Linked DNA regions of Sus scrofa: region 2 is linked to region 1. A link is a contact called in public Hi-C data. All regions are on one chromosome and are shown on one strand. Each heading gives the region's core, a stretch centred on a gene start, on an enhancer-like site or on the middle of the called end of the contact. The rest is flanking DNA. Distances are from core to core; before and after follow the strand shown.

The links. Hi-C and Micro-C count contacts between places; a contact is called where the count stands out from the background.
Region 2: a contact with region 1 is called in a Hi-C map of subcutaneous adipose tissue, with 2.3 times the contacts expected there. The contact joins two enhancer-like sites. A contact is called at or near these places in 6 of 47 Hi-C or Micro-C datasets (embryonic fibroblasts, heart right ventricle, mesenteric adipose tissue and 3 more) and 2 of 2 datasets of contacts at active chromatin or transcription factors (alveolar macrophages and skeletal muscle).

What each region holds. Positions count from the first base shown.
Region 1 is chr2:8,896,617-8,901,597 of Sscrofa11.1, forward strand. SLC3A2 (4F2 cell-surface antigen heavy chain) reads right to left here. Exons shown (of 11, transcript XM_003353809.4): 2 at 2,209-2,637; 3 at 1,667-1,840; 4 at 995-1,089. Among named protein-coding and RNA genes, the nearest start is that of SLC3A2, 20 kb to the right of the region's middle. Within about 2 kb of position 2,790, at least 75 of the 83 cell types and tissues checked have an H3K27ac peak or open chromatin away from gene starts, as enhancers often do. A contact at or near this core is called in retroperitoneal adipose tissue and subcutaneous adipose tissue, where this site is marked.
Region 2 is chr2:9,324,624-9,328,971 of Sscrofa11.1, forward strand. It overlaps ASRGL1 (isoaspartyl peptidase/L-asparaginase), which reads right to left. Exons shown (of 7, transcript XM_005660800.3): 7 at 3,637-4,348. It overlaps LOC106509330 (a long non-coding RNA gene), which reads left to right. Exons shown (of 2, transcript XR_001306766.2): 2 at 1-229. Among named protein-coding and RNA genes, the nearest start is that of SCGB1A1, 25 kb to the left of the region's middle. Within about 2 kb of position 1,703, at least 13 of the 83 cell types and tissues checked have an H3K27ac peak or open chromatin away from gene starts, as enhancers often do. A contact at or near this core is called in retroperitoneal adipose tissue and subcutaneous adipose tissue, where this site is marked.

The DNA of each region.
Region 1 (4,981 bases), core at 1,540-4,039:
AGCTCAGAGGGTTAAGAACCTGACAGTGTCCATGAGGATGCAGATTCAATCCCTGGCCTCACTCAGCCAGTTAAGGATCCGGCATCGCCATGAGCTGTGGTGTAGCTCGCAGACAAGGCTCAGATCCCGCATTGCTGTGGCCGTGGCTATAGGTTGGCAGCTACAATTCCGATTCAACCCCAAGCCCGGGAACCTCCATATGCCGCAGGTGTGGCCTTAAAAAGCAAAAAAAAAAAGTCACAGATGCAGCTCGGATCTGGCATTGCCCTGACTGTGGCTAAAGCATAGGCTGGCAGCTGTAGCTCCAATTCGACCCCCTAGCCCAGGAACTTCCATATGCTGTAGGCGCGGCTGTAAAAAGGACAAAGAAAAGAAAAAAGAAAAAAAAAAACTGGATTCAAAGCCCCACTTCCCAGCCTGCTGGGTACAGAGTTTAAGCCTACACCTTCAGAGAGGGCAGATTAGAGACATAAGAATAGCTGGGACAGCAAATCCCAGGGCACATGAAAGCGCCTCTGAACCTTTGCTTCCTGATTCACAGATTAGGGATAATGAAAGGGACCTTGTTTGGTTATACAGTGTATTCAAGAAGGTATATAAAATACGCAGCCTTCCCCATAGACACATAGGAAGACCCCGATGCTTGGAATTCCAGACTGGGACCCACTCCAAAACACATAAATAAGAAATGGGAAACCAGACAGGACAGGATTCCCACAGAGAAAAGGCTTCCTCTCCCAAAAGGAAGAAAATTCACATCTGAGAAATTCCCTTTCTTGCGCTGTCAACCTCAGAGTCAGGGAAACAAGGAAAATGAGTGGTCAGAGAAAGAACCAACAAGAACCGGGGTGCCCTGCTGGCCTATCCTTCTGCCTGTGGAAGCAGCAAGCAGTTCCTTGGCTGGTGCAGGGCTGCATTTACAGAACTTGCTATGAAAGCACCAATCAAGCCCCAGTATGCAGTTCCCACCTGCCATTGGTACCAAGGCGCTCACCTTCATCTTGGCAGCCACAGTGTCCACCTGAGTGGAGTCGAACCATGAGTTCTGGCCCTTATAGTTGGGAGTGAGGTCTAGAATGACCCGGATGCCTAGTACAACGGGAGAAGAGGCAGGTGTGAGAAAGACTTTGCAGTGACGGGAAAAGTGGAAATCAACAAATACAAGTCAGTAGAGTACTTCCGAGGCACTACTTGGTACAAAGGCTCAGATTTGAACCCTGGCGAAACTCATTCCATGGAAACAGAAATGTCAGCAAGTGGGGGGCAGGAATGGCGTGTAATAGAGAAGCCTGAGCTCCTCACCCTCAAAGCAAACCCTTTTACAGGTAACACAAGATTCTACTTGGATTTTTTTTTTTTTCCAAAAGGCTTCACTCTTTTACAAGTTTTAAAACCACTGATTTAGCAAAAGCCTACATTTTGCAAATAAGGGCCCTGAAGCCCAGAAGTTAAAGAATTGCACAGCCAGTTACTTCCTCTCTGAACCATTTGACAAACCCATTTAAGGCTGAAGCCTGACAAACCTCCCCTGTGCCCTCCCTAGGAAAACTCTGAGCCAGTCAGATCATAAACTGACTAAACCAGATAAAAACCCTATCCTCCCTTTGCTCTGGCCAAAAGGCCCAGCCCTTCCTAGCTGCTTTCTTTCCAACTCTAGGACACCCACTCTTTTTCTTGGCCGATTGCAGGAGACTGTCAAAATCTTCCTTAGAACCGAAAGCGGGGTCGATCTGTTCCAAGTCGGTGCCTGCGAGGTCATCCTTCTGGTGCTTGTGAATTGGGCCCAGCACAAAACCTTTCACCTTCAGGGTGCTCAAGTAATCAAGATGCCCCTTCAGGCCTGAAATGGAGAAGCAGAGTTACAGTGAGGCCTCTTCCGAGGCCCCTGATCGTCCCATTCTCTCCAACTAAGTGTTGGGGGTGAGGCTGGATCACGAGACAGAGATGCTGATGTAAGAAGCCTACCACGTTGCTTCAGAAACCTGCTGCGACAGGCAACTGGCGCCGCGGGGGGGCAGGATGCTGAGTCAGCCGCCCTCGGGAAAGAGGGAGTGGGGGGGGGTGGCCTTCAAAGGAAGGAAGGAGCTACGTCCCCGGGAGCGGTCGCGGGTCCCGGGTAGGGAAGAAAACCGTAGCAATCAATCTAAGGACAGTGACCAGTAAAACCAGGGGAGCGCCGGGCAGGGGATGGGGGAGCCCTGAACTCACTCGCTAGGTCTCCCGCGTCGCGGCCCTGGAAAGCCTGAAGGTCGCCAATGCGGTAGAGGGCGCCCTTGTGCCACCAGCTCTGCGCGGGCAGCTCGCGGCAGCGTGGCGCCTGCACGATGATGACCACGGCGCCCGCCAGCATACCCAGCCAGCCGAGCCAAAAGAGCAGCAGCAGCGCCCAGCGGGTGCGCACCCAGCCGGGGCTTCCCGCCACCTTCAGCAGCTCCTCTTTAGACAGGCCCGTGAACTTGGCTGCTGCCGCGTCTGCCTCATCGTCGGCCACCTTAATCTTCACCAGACCATTCTTCTCGGGGCCGCCCGACACGACCACGGCTGCCCCAGACGCCGCGTTCATCGGCTGCTTCTCGGGTTCCAGCTCGTTCAGCTCCACTTCCTTCATGTCCACCTCGGTGTCCTGGCTCATGGTGCCTGCAGAACCGGCGACACGACGCAGCCTTCGGTCAGCGAGCGGCTGGACGCCTACCTGCCCGGACCTCCCGGTCCCAGAACGGCCTCCCAAGGCGGCTGGATTCCGCGCAGCTTCCGCCACAACGTCTGCGGCGAGGCTGTCCCGGCCCGACGACTGGGCAGGGGAGCCCCGCCCCGGCCCGCCCCTTAAAGTGGAACCTGCGGGACTGCTCTTCCGGGGACTGAAAGGGAGGGGTGGGGGGCGGCCTAGGGAATGATAGGAACTCGCCTCCAACTGCTGTCAAGTCCAGTTCCTCATCTCGAACCGCCTACCCCTAAGGTTCCTTCGACCTGGACACCAAGAATGCTGGGCAGGGCCACCTCGAGGTGGGTGAGTGTGGTTGGTCCAGTGCCCCGGTCCCCGCTGGCCCCTCTCTCCGTTGGAAAGTGAGCCTGTAGGCGACATCCAGCCCTTCTCACCCACTCCGAAGGTTGGCGACAGCCCTGGACACCATCTTCCATTTACTCCTAGCCCAGAGTTCACCCCACCGCCTGCTCTTCCCAACTCCGGTGGCCATCTGCACTCTGCCAGCGGCCCCTCCGCCCTTGCCCCCACCAGACCTTGTCTTCTCGGGCCTTCTGGGACTTGGCGCTAAACCTTCGCTTCCCCGCAGGGCTCACTCCCACGTGTCCTTCAAGACATTCTGAATTTCGTTCAAGTAATTCGTCATTCGGCAGCTATTTATGGAGCACCCACTACAGTTCGCTGCTTTATTAACTCTAATTGAATTACCCCTAATCGAGCCTTCTCCATGGTATTTTTCAAGATGAATCTGTTTGGACAGGAGAATGGCTGACACTCCCCGATTTACCCCACCCCCAATTTCTGGCGCCAGCATGTCGGGGTGCGAGAAGAGACTGATAGGCAACCTTGGGGCTGACTCAGCATTCCAGGGCTGGGCCTCAGCAAGAGGCTTCCACCTTTTCTTTACATCAGATCAGAAGATGCCATGGCCAGACTCGTTGCCTTCCTGCAGGGCCTCCCACAGATTAGCCCGATCTCCCCAGGCTGCCATGGTTCTCTTTCCTCTCAATTACTTCACCATGCCAGGCTCTGGAGGCAGCTGTTACTGCAGAGGCCTTGAAAGGGCCACGGAGGTCCTTGGATTGAGAGTGAGGTGAGGTTCACAGCAGGGACTGCCAGACATCAACACCCTTAGGTGCCAACGCTCTCAGGAACTTCTTGTTCCTGAGCAGTGCCAGTTGGGTTATTCTCAGAGAGGAGCTGAGGAAAGAAAGTTCTTTCACCCTGGGCTGGAAGCCAAGAGAGCTGTGTGTTTGGAAGAAAGCAGAAGCCAAGATCTGAAGAAAGAGTAGACAGAAAGGGGTGCCCGAGGAGAGCTGAGAGGGTGAAAGGCTCATCCTTTGCCATTCCCTTCCCTTTATACCAGAGCCCACCCCCATCTCCCACCCAGGAAAGCCAGAACCAGGTCCTAGAGGGAGGCGGGCAGGCCGGTAGAGGCTGGAGTTCAGACTTGTGTTCAGTGATGATAAGAAGTCCAAAGTGGCCTGCGAGTGCTAAATAAATACCAACCAGGGGCTCTGAACAGACGTTATCACCAGCACGAAAGCTCAGAGTTAAAAAAAAAGCTGTGGGGTCAGACGTCCTCCTTGAGATGGTGCAACACAACACCCCCAGGAACACAGTATCTCACTCGCAGACCCCTCACGGCTCCAGTAAGATGAAAACAATCCTTTCTGTATGCAGTGCAGAAGCTAATAACATACCTCCCCGAATTTATCACCCACCACACCTGCCACAGGGACTACCCTCCAGCGACATCAGCTTTCACACACGTGTCAGTCCCATAGCACACCCAGCTTTATCTTTTTTTTTTTTTTTTTTTTTTTTTTTTTTGGTCTTTTTAGGACCACACCAGGGCATGTAGAAGTTCCCAGGCTAGGAGTCAAATCAGAGCTACAGTGGCCCGCCACAGCCACAGCCACAGCCAAGCCTGATCTGGGCCACGTCTACGACCTATGGCACAGCTCACGGCAATGCCAGATCCTTTAACCCACTGAGCAAGGCCAGGGATGGAACCCGAGTCCTCATGGATACTAGTCAGGTTCCTTACCATTGAGCCACGACGGGAACTCCAGGCCTCTGTATCTTTGTACCTGACATTCCCTCTGGGTTCTGCCCTTCCTGTTCTGCCCTTCTGCCTCATGAGCTCTGATGCATTCAAGACCTAGCTCAAATGAGTGTTTCCCAGCTGCCCCCAAAGAATTACTTTCTATCCATCTGCACCTATCTCTTCTACAATTCATGTCCTATTTTTTCATTATTTCATTTTTCATTTCATGT
Region 2 (4,348 bases), core at 453-2,952, 430 kb after region 1:
TAGAACCTGAACCCCATCCGAGTTTGGTCCAGGATCCAGGAAGTTCTGATAACTGCAGAGTCAAAAACAGAGTTGACTCTGAGACGATGAGTGATTAATATATATATTAAAAAAAAAAAGAATCCCAGCCCGGGGGTTCTCTCCCGATCCAGCCCAGGCATGGTCCAAACCTCTCCGTGTATGAAAAAGTCTAACTCCATTTTAATAGTGGGTTGGGTGAAAAAAAAAAGCAGAATTTGAAAGATAAAGTTGTTAAACATGATTTTTTTTTTTTTTTTTCCTGCTTCTCACCTGGAGGGCCTGTGGGACCATCCAGACCTACATTGGAGCCCAAAGTGATAAGGACACTGAGAGACAGAGGATTTGGGATCAGAGAGGCTGAGATAAACCACATTTACTGCCCTGGGAAACCCGTTTCTCTGGGCCTTATTTCCTCTTTCAGGAGGGCGGAGAGGTTGCCGGGCCTCCCCTGGCATGTGGGCCTCTCACGAGAGACCAGCTGTTTGATGGTGGCTCAACCCTTCCGGGTCCTGCATGGTGGGCGGCCGAGATAGACGGTGGCCTGCCCATTTAATGGCATCCCATGGATGGAACCACTGCTGGGCCCCTGTACCACCCCCGGCCAGGCCTCTCCTGGCACCATTCCTTGACCTGGTTTTGCTTCTGTCCTTCAGCCCAGCCCCATTCCTTCCTGGGTCGCTCCTACACAGGGCTCTCTCCTCCGTGGGAGCGTTGCGGTGACAGGTCCCTGCTCCCCTGAGCTGCCTCCCCGATGCAGTGGGAGGGAGAAGGCAGAAGGTGGAGCAGGAAGGACAGTGTCCCCCCCCGGCAATTTTCCCATGCCATCCACTTCAGGAGAGGGCCACACAGCCCGTTCTGTCCTCAGGCTCTATAATCTAGCGAGGAACACATCTAGAAAGGATGCTATTTGGAAAAAATGTTTATCGTCCAACAGCTGCAAGGTTAAGGCCTTTCTTTCCCAGGACTGTTCCTTCCAGCTCAGCAGGTGAGCAGACACCTGCTCAGCTCCGGGCCACCAACTTGCTCATCATCCCACTGTTTCGGCCAGTTTAGGGCAAAGCTGATCTAGTTCTCTTCCTGGCTGGAAGGTGTGGCCAGGGGGCAGATCTGGGGCTGCCTGGCTGTGCTTGCCTTGGGCCCCGACACCTGCCAGCAGGTGCAGAGCAGGTGGCGCTGTTTTTATTTTCTGTTTATTTTTGTCTTTCTGGGGCTGCACTCATGGCATAGGGAGGTTCCCAGGCTATGGGCTGAACTGGAGCTGTAGCTGCTGGCCTACACCAGAGCCACAGCAATGTGGGATCTGAGCTGCATCTGCGACCTACACCACAGCTCACGGCAACGCCGGATCCTTGATCCGCTGAGCAAGGCCAGGGATTGAACCTGTGTCCTTATGGATACTAGTCAGATTCGTTTCTGCTGAGCCACGACGGGAAGGAATTCCATGCACTGTTTTTAAAAGTCAGCGATGGGGCTGATTATGATGGGTTCTTGGAGGAATTTGTATTTGTTTTTCTGGACATCTGTTCTCTAAAACTGATCGTATTATTTAGATGAAAATTAAAGTCAAGAACAGGAAGCCTCTTGTGGTTCCAAAATTTCTGAGTAGATTGTTTTGAGCCGGAGTCCGCTGGACTTTGTGTGCTCTGCTGCCCTCTTGTGGCACAGAAGTGACAGAAGACTCCTTCAGATCCCGTCTTACTCCTTTATCTGCTGGGCAGTTAGGGAGCCGCCTCTGGACGGCGTGTGGGGTAAGAGGGGCCCATACGTGGTCTCCACGTTCGGGAATCCGGGCTAGTGGAGGTGGTCGTTCAGGGAACCCAGGTCCTTAGCTGGCGCACAGGGGCTGGGGGACCTTCCTTAACCAGGGGGCAGGTGGCCGAGCTGGGCTGAGCTTCCAGTGGCCTCTGGTGACCAGAACCACTTCCCTTGTGAATAAAACGATAATCTCAAAATCAGGCCTCGCCCCCTCATTCTTCCTTCTTCCTTATCTCCTCGGTAACGGATACTTCTCCAAAGGTCTCTCCCTTTCCAACCCCTATTTTTTTTTTTTTTGATCTCTTTCTAGAGCTACATCCTTGGCACATGGAGGTCCCCAGGCTAGAGGTCTAATCAGAGCTGTGGCCGGCGGCCTATGCCACAGCCACAGCAATGCCAGATCTGAGCCAAGTCTGTGATCTACAGACTTGCCACAGCTCACAGCAACACTGGATCCTTAACTCACTGAGGAAGGCCAGGGATCGAGCCTGCAACCTCATGGTTCCTAGTTGGATTCGTTAACCACTGAGCCACGACAGGAACTCCTCCAACCTCTATTTTAATTCAATGAATTTTTATTATATTCACAGTTGTATAAGCATCGCCACAACCCAATTTTAGAATCTCTCCATCCTGAACCCTCAGTCCATTCCTCCCTGCCCCCCAAAACCAACCCCTAATGTAGTTCTGCTTCACTTCCTGTTGGGGCTGAATGTGTGCCCCCAGAACCTCCATTTCTTTTCCTTTTTTTTGCTTTTTAGGGCCACACCCGCAGCATATGGGGGTTCCCAGGCTAGGGGTCGAATCAGAGCTGCTGCTCCTGGCCTATTTCACAGCCACAGCAACGCCAGGTCCCCAACCCACAGATCGAAGCCAGGGATTGAACCGGCATCCTCATGGATAATAGTTTGATTCATTTTCTCTGTGTCACAATGGGAACTCCAAGAACCCCCATGTTGAAGCCCCAACCCCCAGGTATTTGGAGACAGGGCCTCTGAAGAGAAGCTGGCATGAAAAGGGAGTGGTTAGGTGGCCTTGATTCCGGCTGACTGGTGTCCTTAGGAGGAAACTGAGCCACAGACACACATACAGAAAAGGCATGAGGCCGCAGAAGGCAGCCATGTGGCGGCCAAGGAACGCGGCCCGGGAGCCACCCCACGGACACCTGGACCTGGGACTGCCGGCCTCCAGAACCGTGAGCAGTGAAGCGTCTGGCGTGTACGCCACTGCCGGTGCTACTTTGCTGCTGGCAGCCCCAGCAAGTGACCCCATCTGCCAACACGGTCCTCATTTCCAAGGATGGTTGTTGCATCTGAAGCTTTCAAGGACCCAACCGCAGAACCTCCTTCTGGGCCTGGCCGCGCGTTCTCCGTGGTCCAGAGACTACAAAGATGAACAGCGGGCCGTCGTCCTTTATTTTCATTTTCTCTCCAGGGTGATCTGTTTTTAGATGACAAGGTTCTCCGATGTTAACCTGCCCAGGGTCCCCCAGGCCGTGGGGAGAGGCAGGACTCAAACTCCGTTCTGCCTCCAAGGGGCATCTCTTTCTCCTGGGCTCAGGGCAGCCGGGGAGGTCCCGGGACGGGGGCTCGGACTGGGCCGCCGTCATGGCGAGAAGTCCGGTCTGTCCGCCCCGCTGCTTCTCGAAATGCTGGTTTGCCTTCTGCCTTCACACATCCAGAAAAACACTCGCTTCTTCTGCAAACTCTCACATGTACGCCCTGAGGCAGGACGTCAGCTCACATCCGCGCTCTGCCCTCGGGCTGCGAGGCCTCTCTGACAAGCCCCCGTCTGGACGGACAGACGCAGGCAGCTCGCGTACATTCTGGGCTCTGTCAACAGCGACTCCTACCCACACTGTTATTCTTTCAAAATACATTTTATTAGTGGCACATGGAATTTAAAGGGAAGCAGTTTCTTTCCAGAGAGAAGGTGAACCCTGACAGACTGAAAAACTGGGCGGCTATGTTACAGCAAGAAATACCATTTCCAGTGTAAAGAGACGTGAACAGGGAGTGACTTTGCTCACCACGCCGAGCACGCGTACACACCGGCTGAGCTGGGGGAACCCACAGCACCGGACTGTCCCGGACGGTGTGACGCCAGGGTCCTCTCGGCGGTGACTGGCCCTTCCTGGTGCAGGTCCCGAGCCCCATCGCTCACTAGGAGGACCCCGAGGGTCTGGGAGGCGGGGCTGGGCCTGATGAGCCGTGCGGGCAGGTGGGAACCTCGACGTGAGCGGGCTGGTGTGTGAGCCCAAGACCCTCGGGCCTGAAGGGGCTCCGGAGCGTCCATGAAGACTGTTCCTTGGCAGAATAGAGCCTTATTAACAGCCATCTATGTTAATAAGTCAGAGAAGACGTGCCCGTTCTTAGAAAAATCAGTTCATCTCTCAGAGAGTCTTTCACCCAGTGCTCTCCTGACTCAGAATGCGTCCGCAACCTTCCGAGGTCTGCCCGGCTTCTCCCCTTCGCTGCCTCCCCTGGGCCTTCCCTCCCATCTCGCCCCTGCACTGGGTCTTGCCCGGGGTACTGCTGTCCTCTGCCCGCCACCCCCCAACCTTCAAGCCTAC